Regions from separate parts of the Nothobranchius furzeri genome. Here region 1 is linked to region 2. Evidence: chromatin contacts called from public Micro-C data. All regions are on one chromosome and are shown on one strand. The core of a region is the stretch at or near the end of the contact, and the rest is flanking DNA. Distances in the headings are between cores, read along the strand shown. Region 1 has its middle 18 kb from the start of LOC107391330. Region 2 overlaps LOC107391331 (solute carrier family 41 member 3).

Region 1 (5,663 bases), core at 304-2,803, 65 kb after region 2:
ACACACATCCACGTGGCTTCCAGACCCCTGGATTCAGATGCGTCCAGAAGAGTCGGTTTCATAAAGTTTCATAACCAACAGGGTTTGTTTGCTAAAGGACAGAAATGCTCATGTGTTTTCTCTTTAAAGGATTTACAAAGCAATGATGTGGTTCCATCATCCGCCAGATTTCCAGGCCAAGAATGGGTGCAGACAAAAAAAAAAAAACAACAGTTTTTGCAGTCTTTACCACGCTCCAAAGGTTGTTTGAGGACAAAGAGCCGGTTGGTGCTCTGCTGGCGTCGATGAGAACAGATCTCATCACTGCTGGGGAACATCACTCAGTTACAGAGCGTCTGGGGGTGTGTTCTCCCTTTTAATATGGTCACCACAGAACTTTCAGAAGAACAGAGCGTGTCAGGTGCCAGAGTTGGTCCACTTGTCTGCATGCTGCCTTGCTCGGTTAGCAAAAACAAAGTCAGGTTCAGGATGAGAAAGCCCGCCAGCTGTGGGCCAACCTTTTGAAGAAGCTCACAGAAGTTTTGTCTCTACTAGGAACCATGAGTAGCGTGATGACATCACGCATCACATGTTTCATTGTACCAGTTCTCCTCCTACACCCAGGTAAACACACACACACACACACACACACACACACACACACACACACACACACACACACACACACACACACACACACACACACACACACACCCCCTCTCTCTTGACAGAAAAGTGACACCAAGCAAGTGATGGTTTGAAGAAGTTTCTTCATTTGGCCAACAGGTTGATTCAAACATGTGTTCATACAAAAGGCCACTAGATGTCACCCAAGAGGCCGGTGTAAGAAAGCAGAGCTGACTTTAGAGTGACTCTTTTACCTCAATATTCCCTAACAGCTCAGCGCCACCAGTCATGTGATGCATCTATAACCCAGCTGACTGCAGCCTAACGACTAATGTGAAAGAATAATTAATTGATTACAATGTTAATGCAAATAAAACTGTTAGTGGTTTAAACCATATTAGACAAGTGTGAGTCAGTTGTGCAAAATCAAATAACCAAACATTTTTCATATAATAAATGTATTTACTGTAAGCCAGAGATCACGAGGATAAGAACGGAAAACTGTGTGGTGAGTTTAATCTGCACAATCAAACATTTTCTCTCAGCATGCACACATTCTCACGTTATAATCTTTGTGTATGGATGCCCGTTTGTGTGCACGAGCAGGCACACGCATTGTTTATGCATCTGGCTTCTGGTCGGCCCTGCAGGATTTGTCCACACCTCCATCTGTCGCCTCCTCTCACTGATACACATCTTTGGTGTCTCCATCTCAGTTGCCAGGAGACGCAGAGAGAATCCAAACACTACTTGAGGAAATCGGAACGAGAACATAAATCTGATGTATGGCTTTAGCCAAAGAGCAAGTGGCACTTTACATTTTTTCAGTTTGGAATGGACTTATTGTGCAACTCGAGCCATTGGGCCTGAAATGATAGACAGCAGCGTCTTTAGACACATCTGTCCCACATTAGGATGAGTCAGTGGCCAGTAAACAGCTGTCAGCCGTCGGTAACGTTCGTAAGTCCTACAGCGCACAGCTTAACAGCCACACATGCAACTCATTACAGTTTATGAGCTGTGACAGCTTTCCTTCATCTGATCTTTTTCCACTCAAGAGGGAATAACCTGTGGGCAAATTAAACACAATCTGCATCCCAAAACACTCCATTTTGTTTTCTTTTGACCTAAAAAGGAAGTTATGATTCAATAAAACGCATCACAATTATTCCTATTTCGTGACTTCAAAGGCTTTTGAGATATGCACCAATAAAACCAAGTTACATAATTCATAGCAAATGCACTCCCAATGTGCTTTTCATCAGCTGAAACCGAACTGGAATGGTTTAAAAGATGGTGGGTGACATTTACCAAACTTATGTAAAGATGCAATTAGGTCCTGATGAAATCAAAGCAAACGGGAAACATTTTTTATTGTAGTTTTTATTCGTTTTTATATTAAGCAGCAGATTTTACTCAAGTTTGACTTCATGTGACAAAACATATGAAACCCCACATGGGCTGACTGCATGAATCAGTCCCTGGGAATGAAACCTGAGATGTTTTGAGGTTTGTAGCGCTGCAGCAGTGAGAGTGGATCAATCCTGACCTCTGCTGATCGTAAGGAACGTTACACCAGGCTGCTTTGTTTTAGTCTGTGGCATACTGTATAGCGGTGTGTTTATGGACGTGTGCATAGGAGAAGAAATTCTGGATTTCCTTCTTAGAAATGTTGTCACCCCGGGTTAATTCAATTCAATTCAATTCAATTATTAACTTATAACAGTTTAAAGTTATTGATTTATATGGTTTGTTTCATTTTGAATGATTTAACAAAAAAACAAAAAACAAAAAAACAAAAAGTGGACACATGCCGGCACTCTAGGGCAGGCAGGGGTCACCAACCTTTGTGAGTATTGAGCCACATGAAGGCTTACCAGGCTGATATTATAGGGACCTTTGGTAAAGTAGCCTTCATGTAAATGAAAAACAAGAGAGTTTTTGAAAAGAAAAAAACAATCATGTTTTTAGATCTATATTAATGCATTTGTGGTTAAAAAAGATGGAATCAGTTTATTTTATTTTATTTTATTTTATTTTAGACCTTTAAAGGTACCATGGGGGCGCCATGGTGTCCAGGTTGGTGACCCATGCTGTAGGGATTTTGAAGTGGTTAGAGACTTTTTGTAAAAATCCTCCTCAAACAACTTCTAGCCCTATAAGGGTCATATTATGAGTTTTCTCTCAAATTGTAACAGTAATTTGGTTAGTTGACACAAAACATGTTAATGACGTTTTTGCCCTAAATCAGTCTCAGCTTTTTCATGACATTTTCAGTACCTTCCAGAATGAGCATACTCTTGGCTCTATCAGTTTAAGAAAATGAGCTGGGGTAGGCCACGCCCACTCATTCCCCACTCGGTTATCTGGGAAGGGCTCAAGCAAAAATCACCACATGTAGCAAAATGTGGTGCTTCCGGGGCATCCACAGGTCAAGGCCAGAGGGACATCTGCTAAACTAACTATGAAACGAGAAATAAACAGTGTTGTTAAGGTTTATAAATCCATTTTCGCCTAAACGGCTTTGGGGACTGAAGGGATTTTCAGACAGCCATAATCCACTTTGATCTTTTTTGGAATGAAACGATTAAGATTCTAAAACAATCTGTGTTTGTAGAAATATCTGAGGAATTTATGCCCGATAATGTGGAACGAAGACAGCTAAAATTACACAGATACACAAAGTTTTACGTGGATGGCAAAACTGAAATAGGAATATATTGTTAAACAATTAATAAATATGTTACAACTGCCGTCCACTCATTTCCCACAGCTTATCCGTGGGATTCGCAAGGCGTTCCGTGGCCAGCCGAGAGTCATAATCCCTCCAGCATGCCCTGAATCTTCCTTTGGGTCTCCTCCCGATTGGACATGCCCAGAAAACCTCACCAGGGAGGCATCTAGGAGGCATCCTAAATAGATGCCCGAGCCACTTCAACTGGCTGCACTCGACGTGGAGGAGCAGCAGATCTACTTTGAGCCCCTCCCGGATGACGGAGCTTCTCACCCTATCTCTAAGGCCAACCTGCGGTGAAAACTAATTGTGGTCGCTTGTATCCATGATCTAAATCTTTATGTCACTACCCAGAGCTCATGACCATGGGTGAGGGTAGGAACAGGGGAGCTGCCAGAGATTTTGGACCCCATGGAAAAAATATCAAGTTGGGCCCCCTAGGGGCTCATCCATAGCTGGAGCTGGGGTTCCACCCTCCCAGATTCAAAGGGAGAATATATATATACTTTATATTAGTGTTTCAGTTTTGCTTAATCATGTAGGTCTACATGCATGCTTACTTATTTACATATAATTTTCACCAGCTGTCTCTCATTAAACAGTGAATTTCCTTCAACAGAATTAGCAATATCACTGCTGAAAAAGGCAGGAAATGCACATGCTGAAAGGTGTTAATCTCCTTTTCCTTATTACTCCCTTAAAATGTGTTTATTTATTCTAAAATTGTATTTGATGATAAAATTCAAATTTGGATATCTAATAAAATTTCCATGTTGTGTCAAAGCTTTACATAACTACATTTTCAGCTTCTTTCCTCTTGAAATCAAGTATTTCTGTATGACTGATAAAAATTAAGGGTTCACTGCTCACAAGGTGACTTCTTTATTAAGTCTCCACGGCTTCATCATAGACACAAAATGAATAAGCACACAGTTCAAACCGGAGTCAGTTAGGGTTACAAACAATTTTAAAGTTGGACAACTTTGAATGAATACGTAAATAAGTCTCTGGACACCCATTTTTCTCAACAACAACAAAAAACAGCTAAAAATATATTCAGCCTTGATTGTACACAGCAAGATTTATTATTTACAGTGATATAATTAATAATGCTCCTGAGTGACATATCTTGTTTTTGATTTGTTCAAAGCTGTCACCATTATTTTTACAGCAGTATAAATAATGACGAGTTTTAGAAAATTAAGTTTATTTATAACAGTTATTAACAGCTTTTGTTTCATTTTTGCTCTCTGATGAATTATTTGGAAATGACTGATTTTTGGTTTTTGTTCTAAAAGCTACATAAACAAATTATATCTTGTAAAACCTCCCATAATTCAGTCAGATTCAAAACATTTCATTTCAAGGTGTTTAGTAGATGAAGAGGTTTTTTTTCTTGTATGGTGCCTTCAAAAAGGTGCTTCACAGTAATAATCTCACAGTAATTTATGTTACATTAACAGACTAAATAACAATGCTTCAACCTGCCCAGCATCCAAAACAATCTACACATTTTACTGATTGATATTTATAACTATCATTATGTGGAAAAACAATGTGTTTATCACCAAAAATAGCCTTTTTATATTCCTTTGTAATAGTACTGATAGAGAAGAGAGCCTTAAGTGATTCCCACAGACCCCCTTAAATGAGGCTGCTAGCTAACATGCTACATTGCTCACCTTCTTGAGGTTCATTGGGTTGTGAGGGGACACCTGCTGACATATCATCAGCTGCTGATTCTGGTAGGGACAAGGACAACAACCCATTTACCATAATTAGATGAAACACTGTCACTGTGGATATCAGAGCTAGCAAACAGGTTGAATTTAACCACTCACTAACTAAACCCACCTTTCTTTGAGAAAAACTGTGTGACATACTGACGCCCTCTGTTCTGCCTGTCCTCTTTCTCCTTTCTTTCTTTCCTTTTCTGTGACCCAGACTCATTGGTCAGTGAATGAAACCTCCATTGATTGGTCCTCGTCCGAGCGACAGCAATGAAAAGTTGAAAATATTTCAACTTTCTGGGATTGCGTCGCTGGGTCGCCTGTGCACGACACGTGCACGAGCGCAAAATTTCACACGCACGTTTTTCGCATTTCGCTTGGTAGGAGGGAGACCCGCGATTATCTCTTTGTCGCGCGTCTCATTGAAAATGAATGGAGGAGAGGCGATGTCGCCTCCCGTGTGTCGAGCCCCTAACTCCCATACACCCTCCAGGACCCCTCCAAGTGGTAAATGGCCTGCATTTGTTATAGCACTTCTAGAGTCAAGAAACCCCCAAGGCGCTTTACAACACAGTCAGTCATTCACACATTTA
Region 2 (5,502 bases), core at 1,863-4,362:
TGTGCAGAAACCTCTTTTGATCTTTCAGGATCTCTACACTCATTTTTTCACCGTCATTATGTTTCACAGAACTCATGAGTATCCTGTCAGAGGTTACAGAGGACAGAGCTGCTGCTGTTGATATCTGCACAGAGGCATCAGGACTGTTGATGTTAAGGAGGCACAATTTCTTTGAAATAGGAAAATTCCTCCTAAAGGTTCTGGGTTCCTTGAAGTCTGCAAGTTCTATGCTGCAGTCTCACTCTGTTGACCTGTGCTGTGCTTCTGAAGTAGTCAGTGCATCTCTGCAGGCTTTGAAGCAGATGAGAGATGAGGAAAGTGAGTCATTAACCAGCACACCTGCACCAGCTTCTAAAAGACAAAGAAAAACAAGCTCACTGCTAACAGGTGGTGTTGTAATGTCCACTGTGGAACACGCAGAAGACTCCACAACTCCTAGCCAGGCTCTGAAGAGAGCTCTTCAACATTTTGGATATAGTCGTTGTAGAGATGGAGACAAGATTCTCCAAAAGCATTCTCGATCTCATGAAAGCAGTTAACTGCCTTCAACCTCAGTCTCCCTCTCTTCTGGATCCTGACGTAAGTCCTCTGCAGAAAATGACAGGAAGTGACAAACTTTCCAATGAGATTCTTGTTGCAAAAATAATGTTGGAGAAAGAGTTCAAAAAGACTGATGATAATAACAGTGAAGAGGTTGCAGACCTCTCCATCATTTGCAAATGGGTATAAGAATGCCTTTCCTCAGCTCCATCGCATGTATGTGACCTCCCTTGTGATTGGAATATCAGCAGCATCATGCGAGAGCTCTTTCTCCACTTTGTCTCATGTTCTTACCCCGTTCCGCCGTACTACGCTACACGAGAGAAAAAGAAATGTTGTCATTCTGGCTCACGAGAAGACCATAACAGGCCTAGATATGGATGGATTTGTTAGGACTTTAGCACAGAAAAGCAGACGGCTGATGCTGTAATGAGTGATAAAAGCCATAAAGAAATAAAAACAACAAAAATTCTGAAAAATAAATAAAAAATATATAAGTAAAATAGAAAATGTAAGGATAGACAGATAAGATAGATAAAATATATTAAAGGCATAAAAAACAATATAAGAGAGAGAGAGAGATCAAAGGAAAAGATAGATGTATGGATAGAAGATCTGTAATGATGATAGCATAGTTTTCTATGCATTTTAGGAATTTGGAGGTATGTGACACCCGAAAAATTATTTCCCAGACCTGCCCCCCGATATTCTACCAGCACCCCTTTGTAGGGCTGGCTAAATCCAGCCCTGTCAGCAACACTACCAACATGTGACAGCACCGTACACATTTCCATTCCGGGTTAGATGAAGAGAAGAAGGCGGTGGTTGTTCCGCCTCACTGGCCAACAAATGAGGAAGGATCAATGAAACTTGCCCGAAACTCCAGCCTCTTTCATAAAACTACAGCGTTCACCAGCAAGCCGTTGGTCATTCATAAGTGATCCGCCCGTGGCGGTAATGGGGCGCAATCATGTGTTTCCACCAAGATTACACAGCGGTGGTATAAAGTGGGTGTGGGTCTTCATGCCATCATGAACTTCCCTTTACGTTGAACATAAATTGCGTTTAAGGCCAATTGAAGCAAAGCTCCTGAGGTTTTTTCACGAGCCGCTCCAAAAGGTGTCCTTCACAGTCCCACGTGAGCGCTCTGGTGGTCTGAGCTACAGATCTAAAAGCCAGAAGCTCCAGGATCTCCACATCGCTCCAGTCTCAGCTGAAAACTGTCCGTGTTTACTTTCCTTTTCATAATTAACGTTTTCCTGTAGATTTCACGCAGAAGTATGTTGGGTATGTGTTCAGTTTAACATGAATATGATAGAGAAGTAAAAGGGGTATAAGCCTCAACTGTGAAAATAAAGTGCATCAGAAATAGTGGTAGTCATGACGAACATTTAGTCGAATGGCACCGCGAGGCACCTCAGGTGGCACACCCCAACACGCACAGTTCATACAGGAAGGCTCGGCTGACCAACTATTGCAACAGTTCAATTGCATTTCTGTTCAAAGTTTGGAAATTATAATTTTCTATTTGCCACAAAATTCTGCATCAAATTATCTTGAATGTTTTATTAAAACAATGAAGAGTTTTTTTATACCTGATGATTCAAACCATTTAGGATAAAATGTTCACCTACACTAATGTTTACAGTGCATTTCTAAAATAGAGAATTTCATCAAACTTTTACATATTTATAATTTATTATCATAAATGACTTTTCACTTAACTTGGCCCTCATCTTGAAAAGTTTGGACACCCATCTATTTTATTACGTCTGTTTTAAACAACAGTTACTTAAACTCAGTCACTGAACGCACCGTTAGCTGAACGGAAGCTAACATATCAAGTTAACGTTATCGTAAACATTTTATTTACCTACCGGAGCAGATTAAGATGATGATGCCTCACTTAGAGGCAGGTTTCATCATCACCCAGTTACCCATCCCACTTAGTGAAGTGGACCCCATCTTCAGAACACTTCCTGTCTGCCGTGCTGCTTTGTTTACTGCTCGCCCACAGTGACTGACGACTCTTGCGCCGGCGCGGCACAGGTACCTAAACAAGGCACCGATTCATATGACGTGAATCACTCAGTCGGTACTGTGGGATTCGGTCGGTGCCTTAAAAAGTACCAAATTCGGTACCCATCACAAAATGTCGGAGCAGTAGCAATAAGTCTCTCCTTACACTTTTGCTCCTCTTTTAATGTCATTTAAGATTTATTACACAGTTGTTGTTGTTTTTTTTTTGTTGAGCTTTTCTCACAGTAGTGCGGTTTGCTCCAGCGAGCCGTCACTCTGTGTGGCTTCTGCTCTGCTTCCTGTAAACCTCGATGGAAGAGGCTAATTGTGTCCGTGTGTCCTGTTTGTCCCATCGTCCGTCTGCAGGTCTGGTGATGATTGGAGTCATCATTGGATCCAGGAAGGTGGGGATCAACCCGGACAATGTGGCCACCCCCATTGCAGCCAGTCTGGGGGACCTGATCACCTTATCTCTGCTGGCTGGGGTCAGCAGCACGCTTTATGTGTACAGAGGTGAGAATGAAACCAGACTTGTCCACTATGTACCACAAGATGGCAGCAAAACTATCTTTTATTATTTTAAACACAAGAAATGAGTCATTTGCAATGGTTTATACAGAGTAGTTGAACCTTGTCATTAAAATCATAAACAAAAAAACGTTTTTTCTCCTTCCTGAAGTGCTATTTTCTACAGCCTGTGGTTTATATTGATGTTTGGAGCATTAAAAAAGAAATCCTGACCACCATATAACTTTTTTTTATATTTATAGTTGTTGTTTAGCACAACATGTCCCAAATGTGGTGTGAAATCCTGGAAAAGAGTTGAATTTTATATTTTGGGAGGTTAATGTTGTGTTGAATGACCTTATTACGGTCATGGGTCACGTCGGTTCTGCATCGTGACACTTGTAGGGGCTCCTGAGCGGTCGACTCCACCTTTAATAATCTCCTCCCCCTCAGACATCTGGTACCTGTCCCCTGCGGTGTGCCTGGTCTTCATCGCTCTGATCCCTCTGTGGGTGGTGGTGGCCCGTCGGAGTCCTCAGATCAGAGAGGTTCTCCGCTCAGGGTGGCAACCTGTCATAGTCGCCATGTCCATCAGCAGGTACACACCTGGTTCTGTATGCCAGTCAGATGTTTGGATATTTGATATTTCTGCTGTTGGTTACAAACATCTGGACCGGTCAGCAGATGGTGAGAATGTGTCGAGGTGCAGAAAGCACTAATTGAGACAGCAGCTTGAGAAATTGAGCGAGAGCAGACAGATCTTTCGTTTAAAAGAGAGCCGTTACGCAGAACTCTTCTTTTGAATCCTTTTGTGATGCCTTCTGGTTTTCTGCCGCATCTGTCAAGACTCCAAATGTGAAAATCGTTCATCCCTCTGTTTTCTGTCAGTGTTTGATCTGAGAAATTACGTACCTAAAACAAGTAATTTAAAAAAGTCCCCATTTGTGACATCACTACAGGATAGTTAGTATCGAAACACCACTGAATCAGCTGTGTTGGAGCAGAGAAACAACTAAAACGTGTTGGACACCGGCCCTCCAGGACTATGATTCAGGACCACTGCAATAGGGCAGCTGCTCTACTCAGAGCCCCTCCCAGATATCAACTTATAGCAGCCAATCACGGCATGGGTGGGCATGGCCAGCAATAGATTGTGTTCTTAAAGTGACAGAGCCCCGAAACGGCTCATTGTGGAAGGTTCTGAAACAGTCAAGAATAAAACAGCTGAGTTTGCTTAATGTCAGAGGGATTTACAGGTGCTGGCCAGTAAATTAGAATATCATCAAAAGGTTGAAAATATTTCAGTAATTCCATTCAAAACGTGAAACTTGTACATTATATTCATGCAATGCACACAGACCAATGTATTTCCAATGTTCATTACATTTAAATTTGATATTCATAAGTGACAACTAATGAAAACTCCAAATTTGGTATCTCAAAAAATTAGAATATTCTGAAAAGGCTGAATATAGAAGACACCTGCTGCCACTCTAATCAGCTGATTTACTCAAAACACCTGCAAAGGCCTTTAAAAGGTCCCTCAGTCTTGTTTTGAAGGCACCACAATCATGGGGAAGACTTCTGACTTAACAGCTGTCCAAAAGACAATCATTGACACCTTGCACAAGGAGGGCAAGACACAAAAGGTGATTGCTAAAGAAGCTGGCTGTTCGCAGAGCTCTGTGTCCAAGCACATTAACAGACAGGCGAAGGGACGGAAAAAATGTGGTAGAAAAAAGTGTACAAGCTCTAGGGATAACCGCACCCTGCAGAGAATTGTGACGACAAACCCATTCAAAAATGTGGGGGAGATCCACAAAGAGTGGACTGCAGCTGGAGTCAGCGCTTCAAGAACCACCACGAGGAGACTCATGAAAGACATGGGATTCAGGTGTCGCATTCCGTGTGTCAAGCCACTCTTGAACAAGAAACAGCGCAAGAAGCGTCTCGCCTGGGCCAAGGACAAAAAGGACTGGACTGATGCTGAGTGGTCCAAAGTTATGTTTTCTGATGAAAGCAAGTTCTGCATTTCCTTTGGAAATCAAGGACCCAGAGTCTGGAGGAAGAGCGGAGAAGCACAGAATCCACGTTGCATGAGGTCCAGTGTAAAGTTTCCACCGTCAGTGATGGTGTGGGGTGCCATGTCATCTGCCGGTGTTGGCCCACTCTGTTTCCTGAGGTCCAGGGTCAATGCAGCCGTCTACCAGGAAGTTTTAGAGCACTTCATGCTTCCTGCTGCTGACCAACTTTATGGGGATGCAGACTTCACCTTTCAACAGGACTTGGCACCTGCACACAGTGCCAAAACCACCAGCACCTGGTTCAAGGACCATGGTATCCCTGTCCTTGATTGGCCAGCAAACTCGCCTGACCTTAACCCCATAGAAAATCTATGGGGTATTGTGAAGCGGAGGATGCAATACGCTAGACCCA

Evidence for each region. Hi-C and Micro-C count contacts between places; a contact is called where the count stands out from the background.
Region 1: a Micro-C map of tail fin shows a contact between it and region 2, with 8 times the contacts expected there. The contact joins two enhancer-like sites. A contact is called at or near these places in 2 of 2 Hi-C or Micro-C datasets (skeletal muscle and tail fin).

What each region holds. Positions count from the first base shown.
Region 1 is chr15:50,134,813-50,140,475 of NfurGRZ-RIMD1, forward strand. No RefSeq gene overlaps it. Among protein-coding and RNA genes, the nearest start is that of LOC107391330, 18 kb to the left of the region's middle. Within about 2 kb of position 1,554, at least 1 of the 3 cell types and tissues checked has an H3K27ac peak or open chromatin away from gene starts, as enhancers often do. A contact at or near this core is called in tail fin, where this site is marked.
Region 2 is chr15:50,068,384-50,073,885 of NfurGRZ-RIMD1, forward strand. It overlaps LOC107391331 (solute carrier family 41 member 3), which reads left to right. Exons shown (of 11, transcript XM_015968598.3): 6 at 2,926-3,072; 7 at 3,520-3,664. Among protein-coding and RNA genes, the nearest start is that of LOC107391331, 29 kb to the left of the region's middle. Within about 2 kb of position 3,113, at least 1 of the 3 cell types and tissues checked has an H3K27ac peak or open chromatin away from gene starts, as enhancers often do. A contact at or near this core is called in tail fin, where this site is marked.